Regions from separate parts of the Sus scrofa genome. Here region 2 is linked to region 1. The links are chromatin contacts, called in public HiChIP or PLAC-seq maps. All regions are on one chromosome and are shown on one strand. Each heading gives the region's core, a stretch centred on a gene start, on an enhancer-like site or on the middle of the called end of the contact. The rest is flanking DNA. Distances are from core to core; before and after follow the strand shown.

Evidence for each region. HiChIP or PLAC-seq counts read pairs in DNA pulled down with a chosen protein or histone mark.
Region 2: a contact with region 1 is called in an H3K27ac HiChIP or PLAC-seq map of alveolar macrophages. The contact joins the promoter of MAP1S here to the promoter of FCHO1 in region 1. A contact is called at or near these places in 2 of 47 Hi-C or Micro-C datasets (epiblast stem cells and heart right ventricle) and 2 of 2 datasets of contacts at active chromatin or transcription factors (alveolar macrophages and skeletal muscle).

The regions. Positions count from the first base shown.
Region 1 is chr2:59,986,488-59,994,138 of Sscrofa11.1, reverse strand. It overlaps FCHO1 (F-BAR domain only protein 1), which reads left to right and starts at 3,628. Exons shown (of 28, transcript XM_013987487.2): 1 at 3,628-3,716.
Region 2 is chr2:60,024,631-60,032,281 of Sscrofa11.1, reverse strand. MAP1S (microtubule associated protein 1S) reads left to right here and starts at 3,402. Exons shown (of 7, transcript NM_001243185.1): 1 at 3,402-3,557; 2 at 4,788-4,889; 3 at 6,560-6,642. The coding sequence starts at 3,437.

The DNA.
Region 1 (7,651 bases), core at 2,379-4,878:
AAATAAATGGTGAGAAGAGACATATTTTCCATCAGAGGCATTCCAAATAATATTCGTCCTCAAGGAGGGTGAGAAGGATTCCATATCCTTTAGGTGTAGGCTGTAAATAGTAACTTCTTTCAAAGGGTACAGCCCAGAAAGGGGGAAGAGAGTAATTTTACCATGGAGACACCTGACAGACACTACCTCAGCCATGACCTCAACATCAGAGTGAAAAACCACATTGGGAGTTCCTGTCATGGCACAGCAGAAACAAATCCAACTAGAACCCATGAGGTTGCAGGTTTGGCCCCTGGCCTTGCTCAGTGGGTTAAGGATCCAGCGTTGCTGTGAGCTGTGGTATAGGTCACTGACGCAGCTCAGATCTGGCGTTTTTGTGGCTCTGGCGTAGGCTGGCGGCAACAGCTCTGATTAGACCCCTAGACTGGGAACCTCCATATGCCACGGGCATGGCCCTCAAAAGACCAAAAAAAAAAAAAAGAAAAGAAAGAAAGAAAATCCACATTGATGGCATGTGCCCTGGACATGGTGTGATGAGAAGGGGGCTTCACCTTTGTGATCTTCTCCAAACCCATCAGCCCAGTTTAATCCAGAGAAAAACATCAGACAAATTCCAATTGTGGGCAATCATATTACAATACAGAAATGTATCAAATCAGGAATTCCTGCTATGACCCAGTGGGTTAAGAATCTGACTACAGCAGCTCCGGTTGCTGGGGAGGTGCAGGTTCGATCCTGGCCCAGAACAATGGGTTAAAGGATCTGGCGTCACCACAGCTGTGGCTCAGGCCCTGGCCCGGGAACTTCCATATGCTGGGATCTTCCATATGCTGTGGGTGTGGCTTTAAAAGAAAAAGAAAAAGAAAAAAAGTATCAAATCCACATGTTCTACACATTAAATTTACCCAGTTATAGGTCAAATATAGTTCAACTTGAAACAAAATTTTTTAAAAATCCTGATCGAGGGTCATTCTACAAACACCTGACTAGTTCTCAAAACTGTCACAGTCATCAAAGCCAAGAAAGTCTGAGAAACTGTCTTCGCCCAGAGGAGCCTGAGGAGACATGATGACAAGATGATCCTGGATGGGATCTTGGGACAAAAAAAGAACATGAAGAGAAACTGAGAAAAATATGAACAATGTATATATTTTAATTAATGTCTCAGTATTAGTATACTAATTGTGACAAATGGACCATACTAACATAAGATGTTAATAATAAGGGAAATTGAGTGTGGGATACACAGGAACTTGCTGTATTATCTTCTCAATAATTCTGTAAATGGAAAACTATTCTAAAATTAAAAGTTTATTTTTATTGGTACAACCACTGTGGAAAACAGTATGGAGGTTGCTCAGAAAACTAAATATAGAACTATCATATGATCCAGCAATCCTACTCCTGGGCATGTATCCAGGCAAAACTTTTATTCAAAAAGATACATGTGGAGTTCCTGTTGTGGCGCAGTGGAAATGAATCTGACTAGGAACCCTGAGGTTGCGGGTTCAATCCTTGGCCTCGCTCAGTGGTTAAGGATCCAACATTGCCATGAGGGTGGTGTAGGTCGCAAACGAGGCTCAGATCTGGCGTTGCTGTGGTGTAGGCAGGCAGCTACAGCTCCGATTAGACCCTTAGCTGGGAACCTCCAAATGCCACACGTCTGGCCCTAAAAAAAAAAAAAGAAAGGAAAAAAACATGCACCTCTATGTTCTCAGCAGCACTATCCACAACAGCCAAGACATGGAAATAACCTAAAAGTTCATTGGCAGATGAATAAAGATGTGATACACATACACAATGGAGTACTACTCAGCCATAAAAGAATGAAATAATGCCATTTGCAGTAACATAGATGCAACCAGAGATTCTCATATGAAGTGAAGTAAATCAAAAAGAGAAAGACTAATACTGTATGATATCACATACGTGGAATCTTAAATATGGCACAAATGAACCTATCTACAGAACAGAAATAGACTCACAGACATAAGAGAACAGACTTGTGGCGGCCAAAGCGGGGGGGGGGGTAGGAGGGGAGTGGGATCGACTGGGAGTTTGGAGTTAGTAGATGCAAACTATTACCTTTGGAATAGATAGGTAATGAGGTCCTGCTGAACAACACAGGGAACTATCCAATCTCTTGGGATAGAACATATGGAAGATAATATGGGTAAAAGAATATATATGAATATATACATACACTGCGTCACTTTGATGTACAGCAGAAATTGACAGAACACTGTTAATCAACTATACTTTAATAAAAAAACTTTTTAGGATTTTCCGTTGTGGCTCAGTGGGTCAAGAACCTGATGCTACAAGCTGCAGCATAGGTTGCAGATGTGGTTGGGATCTGGCATTGCTGTGGCTGCGGTTTAGGCTGCAGCTCCTATTTGACCCCTAGCCTGGGAACGTCCATGTGCCACAGGTGCAGCCCTAAAAAAAAAAAAAATTTTTAAGTTTACTTTTAAAAAACCCTGTAGTTGCCATGGGGAACATGGATTGTCTGGGGCAGAGGTGGAGGCAACCAGAGGTCCAAGTAGGAAGCCCGGGCAGCGTCAAGACTGGAGATGACTAGGCCTGGGCTCAGGTCACTACAGGTTACAGAAAAATGAGTAAATTTGGGGTGTTTCAGAGTCACAGGGCTAGCAGGACCAACGTGGATGATGAAAGGAAGAGGAGACTCCTCGGGAATTCCAGGCCTCTGGCCAGGTTCCTGAGACGCCTTTCTAAGCTGAGGAAGTTGGTGGAGGACAGGCCTGGAGGCAGTCAGATCAGCTCGGTATCCAAGTGGAGGGTGGATGGAGACAGGCACTGTATAAATCTCATTTTATGAGAACTCAGTTGAAGGCAAGGCACCTGAGCCTTTCAGATTTGTGATGTTAACAACATTGTTAAGGATGGTTCTCCCCGGGAGTTCCCATGGTGGCTCAGTGGTTAACGAATCCGACTAGGAACCATGAGGTTGTGGGTTCGATCCCTGGCCTTGCTCAGTGAGCTGTGGTGTAGGTCACAGACAGGGCTCGGATCTGGAGTTGCTGTGGCTCTGGCGTAGGATGGTGGCTACAGCTCTGATTGGACCCCTAGCCTGGGAACCTCCATATGCTGCGGGTGCGGCCCTAGAAAAGACCAAAAAAAAAAAAAAAAAAAGGATGGTCTCCCCACCCCTGGGGCCAGATCCTGAGCATTCAGCCTCAGAAGGCTGTGTACTTGCTGTGTGGCCTACTGGAGTCTTCTCTGAGCCTCAGTTTCCCCATCTGTAAAATGAAAATCAATAATGTCCTGCTCACAGACTTTTAGGAGGGAGTCAAAGGAGTCCTTCTTAGTGTTTGGCACACTCAATAAACTGTAGTCACCCTTCCCACCCGGTGTCAGGTGGACGGAGCAGGACTTATCGCTTTAAATTATGCAAATAATTGCGGGTGGTTGTGGGGGATAGATTAAAAAAAGAGCCGCTTCTCTGACTCAGCCAATCAGTGCACTGGGCTGAAGGAGCTGGCCGCCTAAATGGCCCAATGGCTGGCCGCGAGCACTCAGAACCCGCCCCTGCCTCCCAGGCCGCCGTGGGGGTGGGGACTCTCTCGACCACGCCCCAGGGGCGGAGCCATCCTGTGGCCGCGCCGCAGCCGCGGAGGGAGGGGCGGGGCAGGCTCGGGTGTCAGCGACCGAGCCGCAGGTGGCCGCGGGCGCGGGGCTCGGCCCGAGTTCGGGAGGTGAGTGCTGCCCGGGAGACACCCCCGAAACCCTCTTGGATGCGCAGTACCCCAGGCGCATCGTGTCTGGCGGCCCTGCGGGTCCCGGAGGTCAAAGGCGCGGCTGGGCGTGAGGGATGGCGAACAGGGGGTGGGGGGCTGCGCTGTGGGCACCCGGTCCTACCCCGGGCCATAATCGGGGGTCCGCGGAGGGAGATAGAGGCCGCTCCCAAACCTTCCATCTCCTGGCCTAGAACTGGAGCGTGCATCCGGGCAGCTATAAAGCAAGACCCCTCCCCAAATCCCTTTATTCTAAGCCTGGATCTAGGTCTAGGTTCCGGGGCTGCAAAATGGGGATGCCTCTCTCTCTCCAGCTTAGGACCAGGACAACCGAAATGGAGACCACCCCCAAATTCCTTCTTCTCAGCACCGGTCTGCAGACCCCTGGGTAAAGAGATGAGGAACCCCTTCCTCCTTTTCTCTGCTATGAACCCCTATCTAGGCCTGGCCAAAAAGCAAGGGGTCCCCTGGCCCCTCCTCTTGAGTGTCCTTTTCCAGCCCCCTACCACAAGGATGGGGCGGGTCGGGGGCGGGGTGGCGTTTCACTAGCATCTTCTGCAGGAACCTCAAGGCTGGAATTTTGGGGAGGGGTCAGTGTGGGGTCCTTTACCTGGTAGCCACAGGCCAGGCCATGCCTGGAAGGTCCTGAAGCGTGGACTTGGGGGTGGTCCCTGCTTCAGTCGGTTTGGGGGGGGGGGTAGGCAGCCAGCATCTGTTCCCAGAGATTAAAATAAATCGAGGTAAATCAGGATCTTGCTGGAGGCTGAATGCAAGTGGGGTGCGGAGGAGGGTTAGGGGGTGGGCAGCCCCTCCATCTGCCTCATATCCCAGAATTCGCCCGCCCCAGCCGCAGTGGGGACCAGGACATGGCTTTGGATGGACTTGCCTCTCTAGTGACCTTGGGCAGGTGACAGACCTTCCTGAGCCTTGGTTTTTTCATTTGAAAATGGGGTTGGAGGCTTGGAGCCTGTATTCTACAGATTCTCAAACCCACCCACCCCATCTTTTGTCAAATTGTGACTCCACTCTTTTGCTTTAGATGTTGGGAGTTGGAGGTGAGAGAGCAATGGCTTGCTGGCCTCTGAGCCTCAGTTTACTGCACTGCAAATGGGTTGATAGTCACACTCTGGCATTGCTGGAGGGGTTGCTCTGCCAGACAATAAAACATCTTACCAAGCTGCCATCATCGGAATAGGGACTCTGCCTCCCTGGTCACACCGGCGGGACTGCCTGGGGCACACCTTGACCCACATACCTTCACCTACACCAGGGGCAAGCCAGTTCCTGGGCGGGATCCAGAGCAGGAAGAGGTGGGAGGCACTGGGACTGGTTCTCCCCAGTGCCTCCCACCTGGAGCTCCATCCCTGTAGTGGAGCTGGGAGCCCACCACTTCTGGGTTCAAATCCATCTCTCCTGCATGTGGCTCTGCCACCTGCAGTTTGGTGTATTCTGCTGTGAAACAGGATGAATCCCCCTTGGAAGGTCAGAGGCGACTCAGAAAGTGGGGGTGCTGTAAATGCAGACATGATCATTATAATACTGTAATCGTTAACATATTGTAATTATAATACTAATTACAATGTCACTGAGCACAAATGGGGTCACAGATGGCACAGGTAGGGGCAGGGGTAGGAGAGGGGAGGTCTGCAAATGTGTCGCCTGCGGTGTCTTCAGAGCTAGGGATTCAGGTACACAGTTGGTGCTCAATAGGTGTTTGCCAAGTAAAGTGATGGAGAGGGAGGGGAGCAGTGGAGAAGACTGAATAATTCCTGAGCGGGAGCTTAGATGCCATTCATGGCCGGTCACTGTGAGACACGGGGCTGTTGCTTCACTTGCCTTCTTGAGGGCGATGGCTGAGTTGAGACATTGCCTCCAAGTGCCACTATGAGAATCAAGACAGATTGTGTAAATGGTCACAGCCCTGGATGGCCAGCACTAGAGGGGAGGAAGTGCATGACAGAGCTGGTCCTGGAAACAGCATAGCCAAGAGGCCGGTCACTGGAAATGAAGAGAAAAACCCCAAACTGGCCCTACTGTGAGCAAACTGGAGTCCCAGGGGAGCAAATGACAGATCCTATGTTGCAGGACCCCAGAGGCCCAGAGAGGTCAGGGGCAACCCTAGGTCACCCAGTGAGAGGTCAGGGGCTCTGGATAACCGGTCAGGAGCGGGAGCCTTGCCTTCTTTGCTGACTTGGTTCCTGTCATGTTTTGTCTGTTCCTGGACCTGGACTGGCATAAAGCCCCAGGGTTTCGGGAATTGGTGCTGGGAGGCTGGATCTCCAGGCAGCACCCCAAGCCTGTATTAGACGCCACTACCGCCCCCCACCCCAGGGAAGGACTCTGTCCCTCATTTCTGGCAGCCAGAGGATGGGGGCATCCGGGTCAGCTGACAAGCTGCTGTGTGACCTTGGGCAAGTCAAGGTCCATCTCTGGGCTTTGCCCTGGTGCTACGGAGGGTGGGAGACCTAGGTTTGAGCAAGGATGACTTCGTCAGACACAGTGACCACTAGACAGGTGATCACCATGTCTCAATACTTTTAAAGGTCCCTGAAGGTGGTTTAATTTCTTTTAAAATCAAAAGAGGAAAACAAAAAAAAAGTAAAGCAAGCTTTGGGGTCAAAGAAAACATTTACTATATGGTATTAATATATTTGTTTCTATGCTAAACACAGTTGTAAAATATAGCTTAAATTTTCTTTTGTTTTTAGTGGAGGAAGGGGCCCATGAAAGCAGAAATGCCTCAGGCCTATAAAAGTCCTAAAGCGGCCCTGTGTTCGAGTCTTAGTCCTTCCATTCACAGGCTGTGCAGCCTTGGGCCTGTGGTGTCCCCTCGCTGAGTCTTGGGTTCCCCCCAGGAAGCAGGCATCACTGGCCCACCTCAGAATGCTGAGATGTGGAATGCTTAGCCCAGGGTTGGTGCTCAGTTTGTGGGTGCTGTTATTTCACAATTGTTGTCAAGATTATTTGCTTGGTAATAATAGCCTGAACCAGGGGGACTCAGCCTCAGTGTACCCACCCAGGGCCTGCAGGGCTCCAGGGAAGTCCCATGGGTGCTGGTCTGGAGAGGGGGAAGGTGAGGTGGCGGTTGGGCGGTGGGCGGGGCAGGGTGAGTTTCCTGTCCCCCAGACACACGGGCCTCTGCCTGGTGCTAACGGAAGTGGCAGGGACCACGTGGCTATCTCCTGGTGCCCGCCCCATCTGGCAGGGGCCCTGGCCCCACTGGCTGTCTGGTAAGTTCGAACCTTGGCCAGGAGGCCCCCACTGCCCCTCCTTGCCCCTGCTCAGGAACCGAAGGAGACCCTTCTACCTGGCAGGGGTTTCCGGAAAAACAGGAGGTGTCACTTCCTGGGCCGGGCGGGGGCCTGCGCAGGGCTACCCTTTGCTCCGTTCCCTGCCCCCCATTATGGCTCTGAGTGGTGGGACGCATTGCAGGGTGGTCGAGGGGACAGGGAGACCCAGATCCTCCCTGTGGTAGTTCTGAACAGGATTCTTTGACAGATGGGTGAGGGACAAAATCATAGTGACCCAGGGACAGTGAGTGACCGCTCTGTGCCTCAGTTTCCTCATCTGTAAAGTAGGGACTGAGCCCCATGGTATGTCTGTGAAGGTTGAATGAACTGGTACCTGTGAAGAGCTGGGCACAGCGCCGCACACTTACTGGTGCTCCGTGTGTTGTGGGGGGTGGGGCAGTCTAGTGGGAGTTGTAAAAACAGTAGCAAGATTGTTGGTTTCTGGGGAACTTGGGCCCACTGGCTCCTAGGATCCTTTAGAGCAGCACTGTCTAGTAGAACTTTTTCTGTGCTGTCCAATACAGTGGTCACCAGCCCCATGTGACTACTGAGCCCTGCTAACAAAGCTGGCACAACTGAGGAGCTGAGGGTTTAATTGTATCTAAT
Region 2 (7,651 bases), core at 2,153-4,652, 38 kb before region 1:
GTAAAATAGACAAATTGTGAAAAATTGGTACCTAGGGATTCTAATAAGCAAGAAAAAAAATCCAAGTGTTTGCAAGGATATGGAGATAGTGGAATCCCTGTACCCTGCCAGTGGGAAGGTAAAATGTTACTGCTGCTATGGCAAACAGTCTGGCAGTTCTTCAAAAGCTAAATATAGATTTACCATATATGACCCTGCAATTCCACTCCTAGGTACAGACCCAAGAGAATTGAAAGTGATGCTCGAGAAACACTTGTACCTGAATGTTTACAGCAGCACGATTCACACCAGCAAAGAGGTGGCAACAACCAAAACATCTACCAACAGATGAATGGACCAATAAAACATGAAGGAATAAAGTGGTCACACATGATACAACATGGATGCACCTTGAAAACATTTTGCTGAGTGAAGGAAGTCAGAGAGAATGGGCCATTGTTTGAAATGTCCAGAACAGACAAATCCACAAGGACAGAAAACAGGTTAGTGGTTGCTGGCGGTTGGAAATGGAAGTGACTGCTAATGGGCATGGGGATGGCTTAGGTTCTCTGGAGCTAGGTACTAGTGTCACACAAACTGTATCTAGATATTAGGGTGACACAAACTGTGAATATACTAAATATCACTGAATTATACACCTTAAAATGGTTAAAAATGTAATAATATGTTAAATTTATTTGACCACAATACTATTTATTTACTTAGTTACTTATTTACTTATTTTGCTGTTTAGGGCTGCAACCGCAGCATATGGAAGTTCCCAGGATAGAGGCTGAATCAGAGCTGCAGCTGCTGGCCTATGCCACAGACACCGCCACACCAGATCTGAGCTGCAACTGCGACCTATACCATAGGTCATGGCAACGCCAGAGCCTTAACCCACTGAGCAGGGCCAGGGATAGAACCTGCGTCCTCATGGATACTAGTCGGGCTTGTTACCACTGGGCCACAATGGGAATCTTACCACAATATAAAAAGAAAAGGATGGTACCCAAGAGTACTACGTAGCCGTGAAAAGGAACAAAATGTCTGTTCCTCACAAGGAGCAAGAGAAGCCAGAGCCAAGAGTGGACACCCCGTGTGATCTCATTTCTGTGAAGTTCAAAATCAGGTAAAACTCGCCAAAGTGATGGAGATCAGGGTCATGGTCACCTTGAGGGAAGGGAACATCAACTGGAGGGTCTCAGGAATGGACAGGGGCTGGGAATGACATAGATCCCGGCCCAAGCGTCATCACTTTCATCAACCTCCACTCCCACCGTTCGTGAACTTGACTATGCCTATGTTAACCACAACAAAAATGTTAAAAAGAGAAAAGAATTGCCAGGGGAAGGAGACAAGAACATCCAGCAGTTCTGAAGATCTAGCGTTCCATTTCCCCCCCCAAAAGCCATCACCTGACTCCTCTGGGGACTGATGACCTGGAAACAGGCATGGACCTGGGTGTGGACAAAGGCAGTGACCAGAGTCTACTGCCTGGAAATTCAGAAATGGTCCTCAGATGCTTCTTCATATCTTGGGATATGATCCCCACAATCCCCACACCAGGGTCCCCAGACTGGGGGACACTCTGGAACAGGAAAACCTCAGGACTCCAGGACACTCAGAACATTAGCTCCCAAAGCCCCTGGTAGAGACATACCTTGGCATCTCAGGGCCCTTTAAGACCAATTAGAATGAACACTAGGAGTTCCCATCGTGGCGCAGTGGTTGGCGAATCCGACTAGGAACCATGAGGTTGCGGGTTCGGTCCCTGCCCTTGCTCAGTGGTTAAGGATCCGGCGTTGCCGTGAGCTGTGTGTAGGTTGCAGACGCGGCTCGGATCCCACGTTGCTGTGGCTCTGGCGTAGGCTGGCAGCTACAGCTCTGATTGGACCCCTAGCCTGTGAACCTCCATATGCCGAGGGAGCGGCCCTAGAAATAGCAAAAAAAAAAAAAAAAAAGTCAAAAAAAAAAAAAAAAGAATGAACACTAATGATCATAACTCATAGCCTTGGGCAAGAGGAAAAGCCTAGACTTTAGGCAGAAGGTCCTAGGTTCCAGTCCTGACTCAAATCAAATAAATACACATTAAGGAATAAATGAATGAATGAGTGAACGAATGAATGGTGATGAATGAGATTTTCACTCCCATTTCTCAACCCCTTATCATGCACTTCCCAGATGCCCAGCCTTGTCCTGCAAAAGGCCAGGACCCCAGAAAGACCTCAGCCTGGTTCAGCCTCCAACAATGTCCTACCCCAGCTGGGGAGACAGAATCTGACATAGACACACCCACTCCTATTATTGCTGAGAGCAGTAATAGAAGAAATCATAGGCAGCTAGGAAACAGGGAAGAGAGCCAAGGGGCAGGGACCAGGATAGAGGAAGGATGCCAGGGCCAAAAAGAAAGGAAGTGGAGCTTTCAAATGTCAGACGTTAGCACGTGGCCAGAGACTGTTACACACTGACCAGGGAGGAAGTTCCGTTGAACAGATAAGGAAGGGCAGTGGAAGGCTGATCCCAGTTCTTTTCATTTGTCTTGATTGGTTTTGTATACCTCTCAAGATGGGGCGGTCACTCCTGAGAGAGACAACCCAGCCCTTCGTGGGTATGGGCCACGTTCAAAAAGTCTGATGCAACACGATTCTGCAAGTAATGGCCGTCATGGGTAAAAAGGGCTGAATGCGATTGTTGGGGGGAGAGAGGGGTGCCCATGTGTGCCAGTCAGTCCCTTCAGAGGTTAGATCTAGAATCGCGCTCACCTGGAATTGAATCTCTCTCTTTCTTATGGGTGTGGTAACTTCATCTCTCCAAGTCTGTTTTCTTTCCATTCCTCTGAAATAGCCGTAACAACAGCACTGACCTTAGGTTTATGCATGTATTCAGTGAGCTAATGGAGTGAAATGCCTGGTATTTGGTAGGTGCAGAATAAATAAGTGCGGTGCTCTGCTCCAGGCCCAGAGTGCTTCGGAATGTGTCCCAAATTCACAAGTACTTTCCTACCTCTAAAACTTTGCCTGGTGCTCTAACTTGTGCCTTACGTGACTGTCTGTTGCCCCGTCAACCACATCTATCACCTCAGAGATAGCCTTCTTTTTCTCTGCTTAAGCCCTGACATAGGGAACTGGGACCATCTGGGACGCGGTTCTGATTGGGCCCACCGTGATGTGATAAGTTTGCAGAGGGCAGATTCTGATTGGCATGTAGTGGGCACACAGTGAGGGTTTGTTGAATGAATGAATGAATGAATGAATGAATCAGCTGTCATTTGGGCAGGGGTGCCCAATGACATCCGAGTCCGTAACCCCCATCTCCCTAGACCTCAAAGGGTGGGGGGGGGGCAGACAACTGGCTAGGAGGGGTTTCCGGGCGGGGTCTTCAGCCCTTCCGGTCCTGCCCCCTTAAGGGGCGGGAACAGTGGGGCGGGCGCCGGGAGCGTCAGGGCGGCGCGAAGATGGCGGCGGCGGTGGCGAGGCCCGGGGCGTCGGAGGCACCCAGCTCGCTGCTGCTGGTGGTGGGCGGCGAGTGCGGGTCCCCGGGGCTGCTAGCCTATGTGCTGGAGGAGCTTGAACGAGGTCGGCCCCGCCTGGGGACGCGGGGTCCGGGAAAGGGGGCGCGATCGCCTATCTCGGCCCGAGGGCCGGAGGATGGAGCGGCCGGGGCGGGGACCCGGGGGCGGCTGGATCCAGGGGTCCCTGGGCTGCGATCCCTTACGGTTAGGCACATGGCGCAGGTAGAGGCCGTGGGTGCTCGTGGAGGAAGCAGCGTATGGGGTTGGGCTGGGCTGCCCCGCCCCGAGCGGGGTACAGACCGGGAAGGGAGGAGAACGACACAGGCTTGGGCTTTGGGACCTGCGCTATTGGGCAGCAGGGGCAGCGGCTCCGCTTCCTGCCCTCCCGGCCCGCCTCGAATCCCCGGGTCATAGCAGTATGGATATCCTGGAGGGAGGAGCTGGCCCAGAGCCCCCGGGGCCCACTTTCTGTTGCTACATGAGGATCTGCTAATTGGGGTGTTGGGGTGTGGGCGGGTGCGGCCTGCCTATGGGATTTGGCACCTGAGGAGGTGAGTCATAGGTGCACCTGCAAAGTTCACCTGCAACCGCTTGTCACGGTGGGACCGGCGGGCGTGGTGCACCCCACACCGTGGTTGGAGGGCATTCATTCATCTGCGTCTCTCAGATCAGGCCAGTAAAATGAGACGGTAGCACACGTCTCAGTTCACGTGCTTGGGGAATGTTACCTCACAGGGCATCAAGGCTAGAATGGGGACCAGCAGGTTCAGCCCTGCCCTCACAGAACTAACGGCCTAGTGGAGGGGTGGACTCAAAGTGAGGAGATGGGTCATGTTTTATGCTCAAATGATGTCGGGAGTGCTCAGAAGACTGCAAAGAGAGGATCTGAAGGGTGGGGAGGCTGGGAGAAGAGCCTCTGGGTTATGCGAACAGTAACAGTTCCATGCAGAGACTCAGAAGTGGAAGCTGTGCCTGGCAGGATGAAGGAACAGTGACGCGAGTGGGGAGGACGATGGAGGAGAGGAGATGACTGTTTAGGAGGCAGGAACTTTCTTGCCAATGTCCTGAGTCTTCTCTGTAAAATGCCTGTTATGCTTTGGCTTCCAAGATGGTAGATGCAGTGAGATCCTTTGGGTGATTGGGTGGTTCTGAAGCTCCAGGCTGCGAGGTGCAGGGGCAGGTTGAGGCGAGCGGGATGTGGCAGCCCTGCTTGTCAGATGCTAGTTAGCGAAATATTCTAGGGGCTGGGGAGCCCAACCGATTTCCCACCTCACTTCCCCATCCTCCTCACCAGGCATCCGGTCTTGGGACATTGACTCTGGCATCTGCAGCCTCAATGAGCAGCTCAAGGTCTTCGTGTCCCGGCACTCGGCCACCTTCTCCAACATTGTGAAAGGTGAGGCTGGGGACCTTGCATGCCCCACCTGCTCCCCTTCTGCTCATTCACTGGGGAGATGTTCTCTGAGTGCCAGTAGTGTGGCAGGCATGGGGATGGGTTATGGCTGTAAATAACCACAGAAATAATACAGCAGAGGTCTACTGAGTGCAGAGCAGGGCCAGGCTCTGAGCCAGAACTGACTCCCTTGGTCATCACCCCCTCACCCCATCCAAGGCAAGAACTTGTGTTTTTATCCCCATTGGACAGATGCAGCAGCCAGGTGTGGGGGCAGGGAAACCTATGAGGAGGGTCTTTTTGGATGAGAGGCAGTTGGGGCGGGTGTGTAGGGTGGAGGGAAGGGTCCGGGTGAAGGGACAGGACATTTGGAAAGTGAGGGGCTGCTGAGCAGGACTGGAAGGTGGAACATGGGCCTGGGCGGCGGGGACTGTGTCTGGTTTATGGCTGATTCCTGCACAGGACCAGGTACACAGTAGATACTTAATGGACGGGAAGCTGAGAAAACAAGATTGGGGAGGGGGTCGAGATTCCTGCACCTGCCCCATACTGCCTGTGGCTTTCTGGGGATTTTGGGGTGACCAGGGTGAACAGAGCAGCTGCTAGGCAGGGCCTTGTTGTTGCCTGCAGCTCCCCCTGCCTCAGCCAGCCTGTTGAGTCACCTCTGGGCTGCTGTAGGAGGGGAAGGAAGTGTCTGTCGCCTCATTGTCCCAGCAGTTCCTGGTGGCTTCCTGACCCTCACTTTATGGGGGGAAGGGGACTGGAAATCCTGTCTGCTCTGTGCGACCTTGGCGGCACTTCCTCTCTCTGTGCCTTAATTTCCACACCTGATGGGGCAATATCCGTATGTGATAAGAAGCCTGTGATAAACTGATAAAAGGTAACCAGCAGGAGTTGCCATTGTGGCTCGGTGGGTTATGAACCCGAGTAGTGTCCATGAGGATGTGGGTTTGGTCCCTGGCCTTGCTCAGTGGGTTAAAGAACTGGCATTGCTGTGGCTGTGGTGTAGGCCCATAGCTGCAGCCCTATTCGACCCCTAGCCTGGAAACTTCCATAGGCCACAGGTGCAGCCCTGAAAAGCCAAAAAAAAAAAAAAAAAAAAAGTTACCAGCAGTGGAGTATCCTTGCCTCTCCAAACCCAGAGCCCGGTGCTGCTTCATATTTGGAATATATCTGGGCTCTAGGGGACAGACAAAGTTTTGGATCCCAGAACCCCCTGCTCCAACCCCACCTGCCACTTCCTGATCCTCAGACACACAGAGCTCAATCATGCCTCAGGGCCCTTGCCAATGTTGTACTCTTTTCCTGGTGTCCCCTCCTTGGACTTCCCTGGGTTCAGTCTCCTTGTTTATAAAATGAAGGTGACCTCGGCATCCCCCAAGGGGCTGGCAGCTGCAGTTTGGGGCCTCAAGCAGCAGAGGCCTTGTCATCACTGGTGTTTGCACGAGGCCTGCCACAGGCGGGTTTCCTGTTCTTGCCTCATCCTGACCTGCAGCTCTCACATGCCTGTTAATCCCAGGATGACCCCCTGGCTGGGGTTCCTGGGAAACAGAGTCCTGGAGGGGCTTGTGGCTGCCTGGGGTCACATAGTGAGGCAGAGCTTGACCCCAGGACAGCCTAACCCCCACGTATGGGGCTCAGTGCCACACTCACAGGGCCTGATTCCCCCGTAGGCCAGCGGAGCCTGCACCACCGTGGAGATACCCTGGAGACGCTGGTCCTTCTGAATCCATCAGACAAATCCCTATGTGACGAGGTAGGAAACGGTAGGCTCCTGGGGGAATTGGGCTGCTGGGGTGGGCACCATTCCCTGTCCTCTGACTTCATATTGCCTGAAGTCCTGCTCCTGATACCCAGCAGCAGTGCCCCTCCCCCAGGAAGCCTCACGTGATGGCACCAGCCTCAGTTTATTCCCTTCTCAGAGCTGGTGATGGGAGCAGGTAGAATCAGAAAAGGTTGGAGTTTGGGAGGAACGGATGGGATAGGGAAGGTCTGGAGGTGGGAAGGCAAGACCTGGCTGATGTTTGCATCCTATGTGTTCCCTCTGGACCCCAGTAATTGTCTCAATTGATTTCTTAATACTTCTGACTTGTGGACATCTGCACTCTTCTCTCAGTTTTCCATGAGAAAGATGAACAAGATAGAGCCCCAGATCTAGAGATCCTTGTGCAGATTGATTCCTCTGATCAAAAGTGCTCCCTGGGAGTTCCCATCGTGGCTCAGAGGGTTAAGAACCCTACTAGTATCTGTGAGGATGTGGGTTGGATCCCTGGCCTTGCTCAGTGGATCAAGGATCTGGTGTTGCTCTAAGCTGTGGTGTAGATTGCAGATGCGGCTCAGATCCAATGTTGCCGTGGCTGTGGTATAGGCTGACTGATAGTGGTGGCTCCGCTTCGACCCCTAGCCTGGGAATTTCCACATGCCGCAGCTGCAGCCCTAAAAGGCCCCCCAAAAAAACAAAAAACAAAAAAACGCTCCCTGAAGGAGCTTTGGAGGAGACAGACTCAGACACAGTACCTTCTTCCCTGTGGCATTGGGGCTGGGCCAGTGGGAGGGGTGGGCTTGGGGCATCAGGGCTTCCAGGAGGAGGGGGCATTGGAGCTGGGCTTTCTAGATTGAGCAGGAGTTGGTGGGGGCGGGTACACAAAGACCAGCAGGATGCCCATAGGCTACAATCTCAGCTTCTAGTTTAGCACTGGCTAGGATGTTGGGGCGACAGGAGTGAGTGGTTATATATAGATTTGGGGCTGGGGACGACCCTGAAG